2 separate regions of the Mus musculus genome follow, and region 2 is linked to region 1. Evidence: chromatin contacts called from public capture Hi-C data. All regions are on one chromosome and are shown on one strand. The core of a region is the stretch at or near the end of the contact, and the rest is flanking DNA. Distances in the headings are between cores, read along the strand shown. Region 1 overlaps Manba (mannosidase, beta A, lysosomal). Region 2 has its middle 26 kb from the start of Gm31678.

Region 1 (5,317 bases), core at 1,554-4,053:
CTGCCCTCGAAGCTTGCTAGTCTTTTTCTTTCATGATATTTTTAACCATCTTGGTTTAAGTCCACAGTGCGGAGTTATAAATAGGGCTGAGTGAAGACATTTGGGCAAGTTAATAACTGGGCTTCTCTTCCAGCCTGAGTTCTTAAATATTTATTCTGTGTTTCTTCACCGGGGCGGCTCAGAGCAGCAGAAAGGGAAGCAAGGTAGTTGGGACTTCCACACACCAGTTGACAGCGTCTCACCCCGAAGCACAACTTAAAATACAAATCTGTTTCGTAGCTTTAAAGCTCACCTTACTCTCTCCCGAGGTGGCTTATCAAGCTACCCTAGTTAGGAACGATGTGTGGCAGGTTGAAACCTTGATGGCAGTGTACTCCCCTGGAGTCATTATGATGCTGCTTCATGGGTGGGAAGCCTGGACAGCTGCCCAGATGGTCACTACCAGTCAAACACGGCCATTCCACTCTCATTGCAGAGGATCATGGACAACACTGGCTTTTTCTTCTACTCCTGGAGTTACTGCCCTCCAGGAGATGACATCCAGCTCTATCTTAGGGGTTCTGTTGCTGTGATGAAACACCATGACCAAAGCAACTTGGGGAGGGAAGGGTTTATTTTTTGACTATGCTTCAGTATTACAGCTTACCATCCAAGGAAGTCAGGTCCGGGACTCAAACGGGGCAGGAACCTGGAGCCGGAGCTGAATCAGAGGCCTTGGAGAAGTGCTGCTGACTGACTTGCTCAACGTGCCTTGCTCAGCCTGCTTTATCATAGAACCCAGGACCAACAGCTCTGACCCATTTCCACCCACAATGGGTTAGGCCTTCTCCCACTAACCACTAAGAAATAATAAGAAAATGCCTTACAACCTAGTCTTATAGAGCTGTCTTCTCCATTGTGACTCCTTCCTTCTTGTTTGTTTTATTTTTATTTATTTATTTGTTTGTTTATTTTTGGTTTTTTGAGACAGGGTTTCTCTCTGTAGTCATGGCTGTTCTGGAACGCACTCTGTAGACCAGGCTGGTCTCAAACTCAGAAATCTGCCTGCCTCTGCCTCCCAAGTGCTGGGATTAAAGGCGTGCGCCACCACTGCCCGGATTGTTTTATTTTATTTTATTTTATTTATTTTTTTTAAGATTTATTTATTTATTTTATGTAAGTACACTGTAGCTGTCTTCAGACACTCCAGAAGAGGGCGTCAGATCTTGTTACAGATGGTTGTGAGCCACCATGTGGTTGCTGGGATTTGAACTCCGGACCTTCGGAAGAGCAGTCGGGTGCTCTTACCCACTGAGCCATCTCACCAGCCCTGTTTTATTTTTTGAGACAGTCTTACCTAGTATCTCTGGATGCCCTGGGACTCATGTAGACCAGGCTAGCCTCAAACTCAGAGGTGCACTGGCATCTGCCTCCCAAGTACTCTGATTAAAGGTGTACAGCACCACACCTGGCTGAAGTTCCCTCCTTTCAGATGACTCTAGCTTGTGTCAAGTTGACATAAAGTCGTCAGCACACACATCCTGAGTCACAGTCTACTGGAACTGAAGCAGAAGTGTAGAAGGAGGAATGCCACTTAACTGGTTTGCTCCTCGTGTCTCTCCCAGCCTACTTTCTCATATAAGCAGGACCACCTGTCTAGGGATAGCACCGCCCACAGTGGGCTCAGTGCTCCCACATCAATCATTAATCAAGACAGTACCCCACAGACCTTCCTAACGGCCTCTCCGATAGAGGCATTTCCTCATTTGTGATCCCTTCTTCCTAGCTATGACTAAGTTTGTGTGAGTTTATGTGTACCACCCATCTCCAGGAACCTACAGAGGCTAGAAGAGGGCTGGAGATACAGGTGGTTGTGAGCTGCCTGATGTGGCTACTGGGAACCAAACTTGGGTCCTCTGCAAGAGTACTAAGAACTATTAACCGAGTTCAAGGCCAGCCTGGTCTACAGAGTGAGTTCCAGGACAGCCAGGGCTACACAGAGAAACCCTGTCTCAAAAAACAAAATAAAACAAACAAACAAAAACTATTAACTGTTGAGTCTTCTCTCTAGCACCAGTGGAATAGGTCTCAAAGGGAAAAAATTGGTGCTACAGCAACTGATTGGCTTGGATAATAGATTTATATAAATCATTCCTCTTTGTATTATAGTCGGGGTCACTGTGACTTTGCTATCGGCTATGTCAACAGCCCAGGAGGGCTACAAAGCTTGGCTCCTTGTCCTTTAAAAAAACGGATAGATTTAATTTTTTTATTTTATTTGCATTAGTGTTTAGTGTGTGCCCAGTGCCCAGGGAGGCTGGAAGAGGACCTTGGATCCCTTGGAAATGGAATTACAGATGATTGTGAGCCACCAGTTGAATGCTGGGAATCATATCCTGGTCCCCCGAAAAAAAAAAAAAAAACCAAGTGCTCTTAGCTGTTGGGCTACTTTCCAGGCATTGTTCCATTCAGCTTTTACGATGTTGCTGGGGAATCAAACTGAGATCTTTAGACCTTTGCAACAGTGCTTTGCCTGTTGGTCCATATCCACAACTCCTAGTAAGTCTGTCAGCGCTTGGCCCTTGACTGGCTGCCACACAGAATCAAGCCCACGGGCTGCAGTTTGCTAACATGGATAATCCAGGAAAGCTGGATCCTATGAGTGTGGCAGTGAGTGTACTTACTGCCTGTGTGGTCTCTACTCAGCCCCCAGCAGCGCTCACTTAGAAAGCGTAGTGAAAAGTAGGTTGGAAATGCTTAAGGTCTCCAAGGAATGGGAGTTTCTGCTGAACTTTGGGCAGTAGAGGGCAGGAGATGTGCTGCCCCCTGGAGGCTATCCGGGGTAGTGGAAGCAAAGAGCAAGAACTGGGCCCTGGGAGAGAAAGGAAACGTGTCCCAGGGCGGTCAGATTTTATTTACTGCCAGGACTTTGGAGGTTCTATGTTTGGCTTAAAAGAGGCAGCCAGAGTCTCTTGGAGACCGTTCAGTGGGTGAAGGCGCTTGCTGCCAGGCCTGATGGCTGAGTTCAGTTCTCGGACGCCACACAACGGAAACGCAGAACTGATTCTCCCACCGAGTCCTCTGACCACCCACATAGGTGCTGTGGAGTGTTGCCCTGCTAATTAAGGTCAAAGTCTACCATTGTCCAGATAGCCTTCTGAGCTCTCACAAAATGGTGGACTCTCTTTACCAGCAGGGCTTCTCCTTCTCTGACCTTCTCCGGAGAGTTCAACCCCCACCCCGGTCCCCCATCTCCCCTCTATCTGTGGAATGTCTTTGGTTAGATTACAGGTTCAGCTTCCTTTCTCCTGATAAGAACTGGATCGGCAAGCACCTGAGATTCCTGGGATGCCTCTCTAGGCTAATGAGGCGGCTCAGTTTAGCCTTCAGCCAATGACCTTTGTCCATCCTGGATTTTCCTACTCCTTTCCCCTAAACTATCTAACCATTGATTCACCCCTAAAAACGTTGGTCTGTCTCCCTAAAACTGATCCTGGAATGACTTCATTTTCTTTTGTACTCACAGGCCATCCAATACCCTGTTCAACCACTCTGCCCACTTCGTCCACGTGGGCCGATGGCCGATGGCCCTGGGGAGAAGGGAGACCCACGGTGGTGCATGCCTGAGCACTCTCACACATATAAACAAATATATAATAAAAAACAATCAATACAAAGGGAGCCGGTATCTATCTCCGGACACGTTCTCTGATAATGAGTATTATTTGTACCGCAGAGCTCTTTCATTTCACGCATACTGTTGGGAATTTTCTCCCACATCCTCGTCGTTTTACAGCACTGGGCACTGTTCTCGGGGCCTTGCATATCCCACCACTGGGCCGTATCTGCAGCCTCTGATCCACAGCCCACATTCTCAGTGTTAATCGTCTGACTTTCCTAGGCCAAGAGTTCATTAATTTTTAGGTGATCAATAGTCATTGTTTGTTACCTATTTCAATTGTTTATTTTTAGCATATTTGGCTACCATGTTTATCTTGTACCAACAGGATCCTTACTACAGATTTAATGACCTGAACTATAGATGGATTTCCTTAGATAACTGGACCTACAGCACGGAATTTAAAATCCCCTTTAATCTCAGGTATGTATATTTTTATATATACTATACTAATATACTACATCCATATATACTATATATACTATGTCCATATATACTATAGTATATATACTATGCCCATAGATACTATGTACTATATAGTATATTATAGGGCTGGCAAGATGGCTCAGTGGTTAAGAGCGCCGACTGCTCTTCCAAAGGTCCTGAGTTCAAATCCCAGCAACCATGTGGTGGCTCACAACCATCCATAATGAAATCTGATGCCCTCTTCTGGAGTATCTGAAGACAGCTACAGTGTACTTACATTAAATAAATTTTTTTAAAAGTATATTATATATACTATATTATGTATACTATGTGCTATATACTGTATTATGACAAGATTTTCATTTATGCTTTATGTCTGCTTAGGTTGTATATCAATCAGAGTTAAATCAGATTAGACTTTTGTGTTATCGAAGTGACTGTGTAATTTATTTTTCATTTTATATGTGAGGATGGGGCCACTGCTCATCAGTCATGACATTGCGTTTTAGGGAATAATTGCTCTAGTGGTTATACTGAAGTCACCTAAATCCCATTTTATATAAATGCCCTGGACTTCCCCAGTGTCTTGGAGAATGTATTGATGTATTGATCAGCAGTACTTTTTGTGAAGTTATTCTGTGTGTGTGCATGTGTGTGTGCGTGTGTGTATGTATGTGTGTGGCCAAAGGAGAAATGCCAGGCGATTTAATCAATTACTGTCCACTTTGCTTTTTGTTTCTCTGAACTTTGAGCTCTCCAATTTTGCTAGACTGGTCAATGAGTCGCAAGGGTCCTCCTGTCTCTGCCTCCCCCGTTCTGGGCTTGCCGGCAAGTGCTGCTGTGCCTGTGCCCATCGTTTATGTTGGTCTGTAAATTGTGCTCAAATTCTTCTGCTTCCATGGCAAGCGAGCACCTTACTGACCAAGTTATCTTCACAGGCTCCCTCGCCACCACAGTGCTTGTGTGTGTGTGTATATGTGTGTGTGTGTGTGTGTGTGTGTGTGTGTGTGTGGTGTGTGTGTGTGTGTGTGTGTGTGGTGTGTGTGTGTGTTGTGTGTGTGTGTATGTGTGTATGTGTGTGTGTGTGTGTGTGTGTGTGTGTGTGTGTGTGTGTGTACGGGGATGGTACTAGGATCTGAGCCTAGAGCCTTAGGCATTGAAGCACGTTTCCCCCATCTACAGTGTTGTTAGTGCTATACAACCATTGATACTGTCAATCCCGAGATTCTCTGG
Region 2 (5,317 bases), core at 770-3,269, 2.3 Mb after region 1:
AGAGGCTCCTGTCCATCAGTAGATGGTCCTAGTCCATGCACAGACAGAGCTAAGTGGACTCAGGATAGAAGGAGTGGGGCAGTGAGGGGATGGGGAAGAGGATGAAAGAGGAAGGGAGGGGGAAGGAGAGAGAACAAAACATGAAGCTGAAGCTGGGAAGGGAAAGTGGTCAGGAAGACAAGGGCAGGACTGGAGGGAAGAATGGGAGTTGGATGTGATCAAAACATACTATATGCATGTATAAAATTCTCAGTAAAAATTGTTTTTCTTTAATCCATATGGCTGTATTCATGGTTCTACAAGAAGTAATCTAATTTTGAGGTTACTGTTTAAAAGCAAAACAAGAGCCGGGCAGTGGTGGCGCACGCCTTAAATCCCAGCACTTGGGAGTCAGAGGCAGGCAGATTTCTGAGTTCAAGGCCAGCCTGGTCTACAGAGTGAGTTTCAGGACAGCAGGGCTACACAGAGAAAACCTGCCTCAAAAAACCAAAAACAAACAAACAAACAAACAAAAACAAAAACAAGCTACATAAAAGGACAGAACCAAGTATCAGTGCAGCCTTCAATGTTATAGAGTCAAGGTACTCCTTACAAAATGTACTTGGTGAACATAGTAGGTCATAGCCTTATGGCTTAGATAAAAATTAAGAATGTCTCTGCACCTGCAGGGAAAAATTAAGAATGCGTAACACAGACATCTGTACTTCCTGACCTGTGCCACCTTGCTCACTTGCAGAAGGACTTTGGCTGGTGCTGGGAATCAAATCATAAACTTAATTTCTGCTTCCCTCTGCATTGGTGGTCCTTAAGCAGAGGGCAGGCTTGTTGGCAATTAACTTGGAAATGCTGGATTTGCTGGACTTAGCCTAGAAGCTGGAGCTAGGTTCCAGTTTTGTTGGGAGAGATTAACCTGGAGATGCTGGTCTTGTTGTGGAGGTAACTTGGAAACCAATGTTTATAGTACTGGCCTGTTAGTTACCTGAGTTTAAGTTCCCTAAAATGGAGTCTGAACTTAAAAGATTCTGTCTCTCAATGGGACAGTACTGCGAGAGGTGCCAGCTACCCTTAGGCAAGTGGGCCCGAGAGGTTGTATAAGCAAGCAAGCTGAGCAGGCCATGGGAGCAAGGCAGGGAGCAGCGCTCCTCATTGATCCCGGGGTCAATTCTCACCTCAGCACTGGACTACAGTCCTGTAAGCTGAAATGTACCCTGTTTAGTCAGCATTTTATCACAGCAATAGAAAGCAAACTAGAACAGCTATCAAACCCAGAGCCTCTTGTATGCTAGGAAAAGACTAGTGAGCCATCCCCAGCCCTGAGTCTTAAGTTTTCAGTGGATGAGAAGAGAGATTTGTTATGGACTAAAAGCTGGCAAACAAAACAAAACAAAACAAAACAAACAAACAAAAACCCTTTCTCCCTTTCTCTAGAGGGCCAAGCAGCAAATCCTGGAGGCTTTATGTGCTGCACGTCTCAGTTATTGCTAGTTGGAAGCACTTCTCTGGTCTGAAGGCCAGAGGCTCAGATCTAACAAGCAGGCTTTGGGCTCTGCAGTAGCTTGAAGGCAGGTTGTGTCCACCAAAATTCATGAGTGAAGACTCAGGCCACAAAGCAGCAGTATTAAGGGGAGGTCATTTAACCGGATTGCTACTTTTCTTCTCCTAAAAGTGAGTTCTCATTCTCACAGGATTGGATTAGTTAGAGAGAGAGAGAGGCTGTGATAAAAATAACGCACGGCTCGGCTCTCACCAGACATGGCTGCCCGCTCACAAGCTTTGCAGCCTCCCAGAGCCACAAGAGTCAAAAGTAAACCTCTTAGCTTTATAAATGGGTCTCTGGAGTTCTGTTATAGCAACAGAAAACAGGCTACAGCAGAGGCACTGTCTGACAGCCCCTGCTACTGACGACAAAAGCCGGAGAGATTAGAGAACAAATCCATGAATGTCCATCACAGACACTAGACAGAGGAGTTAGAAATCAGGGGGGAGGCGGGGGAGATCTGCTCCAAACCCGGAAGGGTGAGCGATAAAAAGGCACCCTAGACAGCAGGGACTGCGCGTGTCAAGACACAAGCAAGGCAGTGAGTTAGCAGATCCTCTAAACACACAGGCCTCCAGGAAGGAAGAATACATTTGGGCCCTCGAGGAGGAGGCAGCTGGGGGAGGGGGCGATGTTTAGAGAAGGTTATAAATCATGGCGACAATCACTGATCTCGATGCTCTGCTTACACTGAAACCTTGCAGATTATAAAATCCCCATTACACTGCTTTGTCGAAGCACTAGCAGAGGCCAGGGTGTCTCCCTGAAATTTGCCACAAGACAGCTTTAAACACTAACAAAAATCTTACGAATTTTAACAACTCCAGAGGTGGGAAAAGAGCCCATAAAAGGAGAGGCAGGTGGGAACCACAGCCCAGATGCTTTCAAGGAAATTCTGGCTTTACAAACCACCTTACTGAACTATGATTGACACACAGAGAGCTGCGCCTCCTTAGTCTACGTAATTTAATGAGTTTACAGTTGTAAGCCATTACCATAGCCCAAGCCTTAAGGATCTGTGGCCTTTCTCACCTGCCTTTTTTTTTTTTTTTAAGATTTATTTATTATATATACACTGTAGCTGTCTTCAGACACTCCAGAAGAGGGCGTCAGATCTTGTTACAGATGGTTGTGAGCCACCATGTGGTTGCTGGGATTTGAACTCTGGACCTTCAGAAGAGCAGTCGGGTGCTCTTACCCACTGAGCCATCTCACCAGCCCCTCATCTGCCTTCTTGATCAACAATCATTATTGGTTTTGTTTGGTTGGTATTTTCTTCAAAGCCACGCAGACCGCATTCTCTAATGTCCCCAGCAATGCCAAGAGCCTGAGGAGAGACCCTCACGCCTCCTCCTCGTGGTTTCTGCTCTCTGCACATTCACAGATTCTTCTCTTGTAACAAACGTGCAAATGATCCCTGTCGCTGTCAGCTTTGGATGCCAACTTGACACAAATCCATAGTCAACTGGGAAGAGGGAACCTCAGCTAATGAATTGCCCAAGCTCACACTGGATGGTGGCCAAGTTGGGGAGGTATATTCTTTGATGCTTGTTGACGCAGGAGGCCCAGACCACTATTGGAAGTGTTGTCCTTAGGCTACTGGGCCTGAGCTGGGTAAGAAAGGAGGCTGAGCAACCCAACTAACACCGTTCCTCCAGGGTCTCTGCTTCAGCTCCTGCCTCCAGGCTCCTGCCTGAGTTCTTCCTTTGGCATCTCTTGATGAAGGACTGTAATCTAGAGGCTTGAAATGAACCCTTTCCTCCCCAGGTTGTTTTTAGTCAATGTATTTAGCACAGCAACAGAAAGCAAACTGGGACAATCCTGGGAAATGTGGTATATTTCTTAAGGAGTTATTTGCACGCCTTTGTTTCTGTGTAAGTATGTCTAGTATATGTGTAGGTGACCACAGAGTCCAGAAGAGGGTGTCGGATCCCTTAGAGCTAGAGTTACATACAGGAAGCTGTGAGCCACTCAATTTCATGAGTGGTTGGAAATAAACTCAGGTCGTCAGGAAGAGCAAAGCACACTCTTAACTTCTTCACCAGCCCTCCAGCTCCTTGAGGAATAGTCTTTATCATTACTGTTTTATCAAAAACACTATCTTAGCTGGGCGTGGTGGCGCACGCCTTTAATCCCAGCACTCGGGAGGCAGAGGCAGGTGGATCTCTGAGTTCGAGGCCAGCCTGGTCTACAAAGTGAGTTCCAGGACAGCCAGGGCTACACAGAGAAACCCTGTCTCGAAAAAAAAAACCAAAAAAAAAACAAAAAAAAAAACAAAAACAAAAAAAAAACCCAAAACAAACAAACAAACAAAAAACCACTATCGTAAGCCATGTTATACTTTGGATCTAAAAGTACTGCCTGAAGCCCATGTTTTAAAAACTTGTTCTTCAGCTTTTGGTGCCCTTAGACAGTTCAAACTGTGCGAGATTGAGTCTCGTTGGAAGTAGTTGGGCCTCAAGGAACATGACCATGAAGGGTATGTTGGATCCTTATCCTTTTCGCTCCACACACTTCTTGTTTACTTTCCAGCTGCCAGGGCTTGAACAATTTCTTCCACCAAACAAGGCCATCAGTGTGCACTGCCTCCACACCAGCCCAGTCACCACAGAGTCGAACTACTATGAAACCAGAAGCCAAAACAAACCTTTTCACTTATGAGGTTGATTCTGTCAGATATTTTGATACGGCTCACAAAGGTCGTTAACAAGTTGTTGTTGTTGTTGTAATACCAGAGACTGAGTAATTTACAAGATAGAAATTTTAGGCTAGTAAGATGGCTCAGCAAAGGTACATGTCACTAATAAGCCTGATGACCTAAGTTTGATCCCCTGAGACTGACGTGGTGACCCCCACAAGTCGTTCCCTGACCTCCACGTGTACTGATACACGCATGTACTCCTGGAGCACCACCCCTCTGCTCACCCAGACTCTGAATGCATAAATGTAATGTGTAGGGCACATCTTCAGAGCCTATTGAGTACAAAAATATGCTGTGACACCTGTAATGGCTTTTGGGGGAGGCAAGGGGGTAATGGGAATTGAGCTTAAGGCTTCCCACAAACAAGTCCTTCACTTGTTTAACAATCCCCCTGCCTCTGCCTTCCCAGCAGCTGGGAAGCCAGGTTTGTGGTAAAGCCTTGGCTTTTTGAGGTTTGCTTCTTGGACCCTAACATAGTAAAATTATGAGATGAAAAGAGCTAGCAGACTACCATGAATCTCCATGCCTCTACAGCCTCCTCTGCCGTGAACCATCTAATCTTATTGACTTCCAAAGGCCCCATCTTCAAAACTCACCACCATAGGCATTTTGGGATTATGTTCTCACTTTATCTTCAGAGGGACACAAGACATATACTCTGTGTTTGTTTTTTTATGGAAATGTTACATTAAAAAAAAATCATGTTTCACTGTCCTTTTACAGACGATTGAACACAGGAAGAAATAAGACACTTAGGCCATACTAAAACAACTCCATCAAATAGGGGAAGGCTTATGTTTTGCACAGCACTCTGCGGACCTGAGAATCAGAGAAATTAACTTTCCTAAGATCATAGGCTAACTAAGAGCAGAACAAGAACTGAAGTGCCAAAATTAAATTAGATGCCAAAAGGTTAATAGCCCCAAATGATGATAGCTGCAATTATGCATTTGACCTTGAGAAGGCCAGTCATTACTCTCCTCCTGACTGCTTCATTCCTAAGTTGCTATTGGTGAGAATGGCACAGTCCTACCACATGGTATCTGGGAAAATAACTTGTGGTGAGGCTCCTGTCTCAG

Evidence for each region. Capture Hi-C pulls out chosen DNA fragments and counts their contacts.
Region 2: a capture Hi-C map of embryonic stem cells shows a contact between it and region 1, with 7 times the contacts expected there. The contact joins two enhancer-like sites. A contact is called at or near these places in 1 of 115 datasets of contacts at active chromatin or transcription factors (embryonic stem cells) and 1 of 9 other capture datasets (embryonic stem cells).

What each region holds. Positions count from the first base shown.
Region 1 is chr3:135,502,923-135,508,239 of GRCm38.p6, forward strand. Manba (mannosidase, beta A, lysosomal) reads left to right here. Exons shown (of 17, transcript NM_027288.3): 2 at 3,987-4,081. Among named protein-coding and RNA genes, the nearest start is that of Manba, 20 kb to the left of the region's middle. Within about 2 kb of position 2,804, at least 43 of the 459 cell types and tissues checked have an H3K27ac peak or open chromatin away from gene starts, as enhancers often do. A contact at or near this core is called in embryonic stem cells, where this site is marked.
Region 2 is chr3:137,825,847-137,831,163 of GRCm38.p6, forward strand. No RefSeq gene overlaps it. Among named protein-coding and RNA genes, the nearest start is that of Gm31678, 26 kb to the left of the region's middle. Within about 2 kb of position 2,020, at least 32 of the 459 cell types and tissues checked have an H3K27ac peak or open chromatin away from gene starts, as enhancers often do. A contact at or near this core is called in embryonic stem cells, where this site is marked.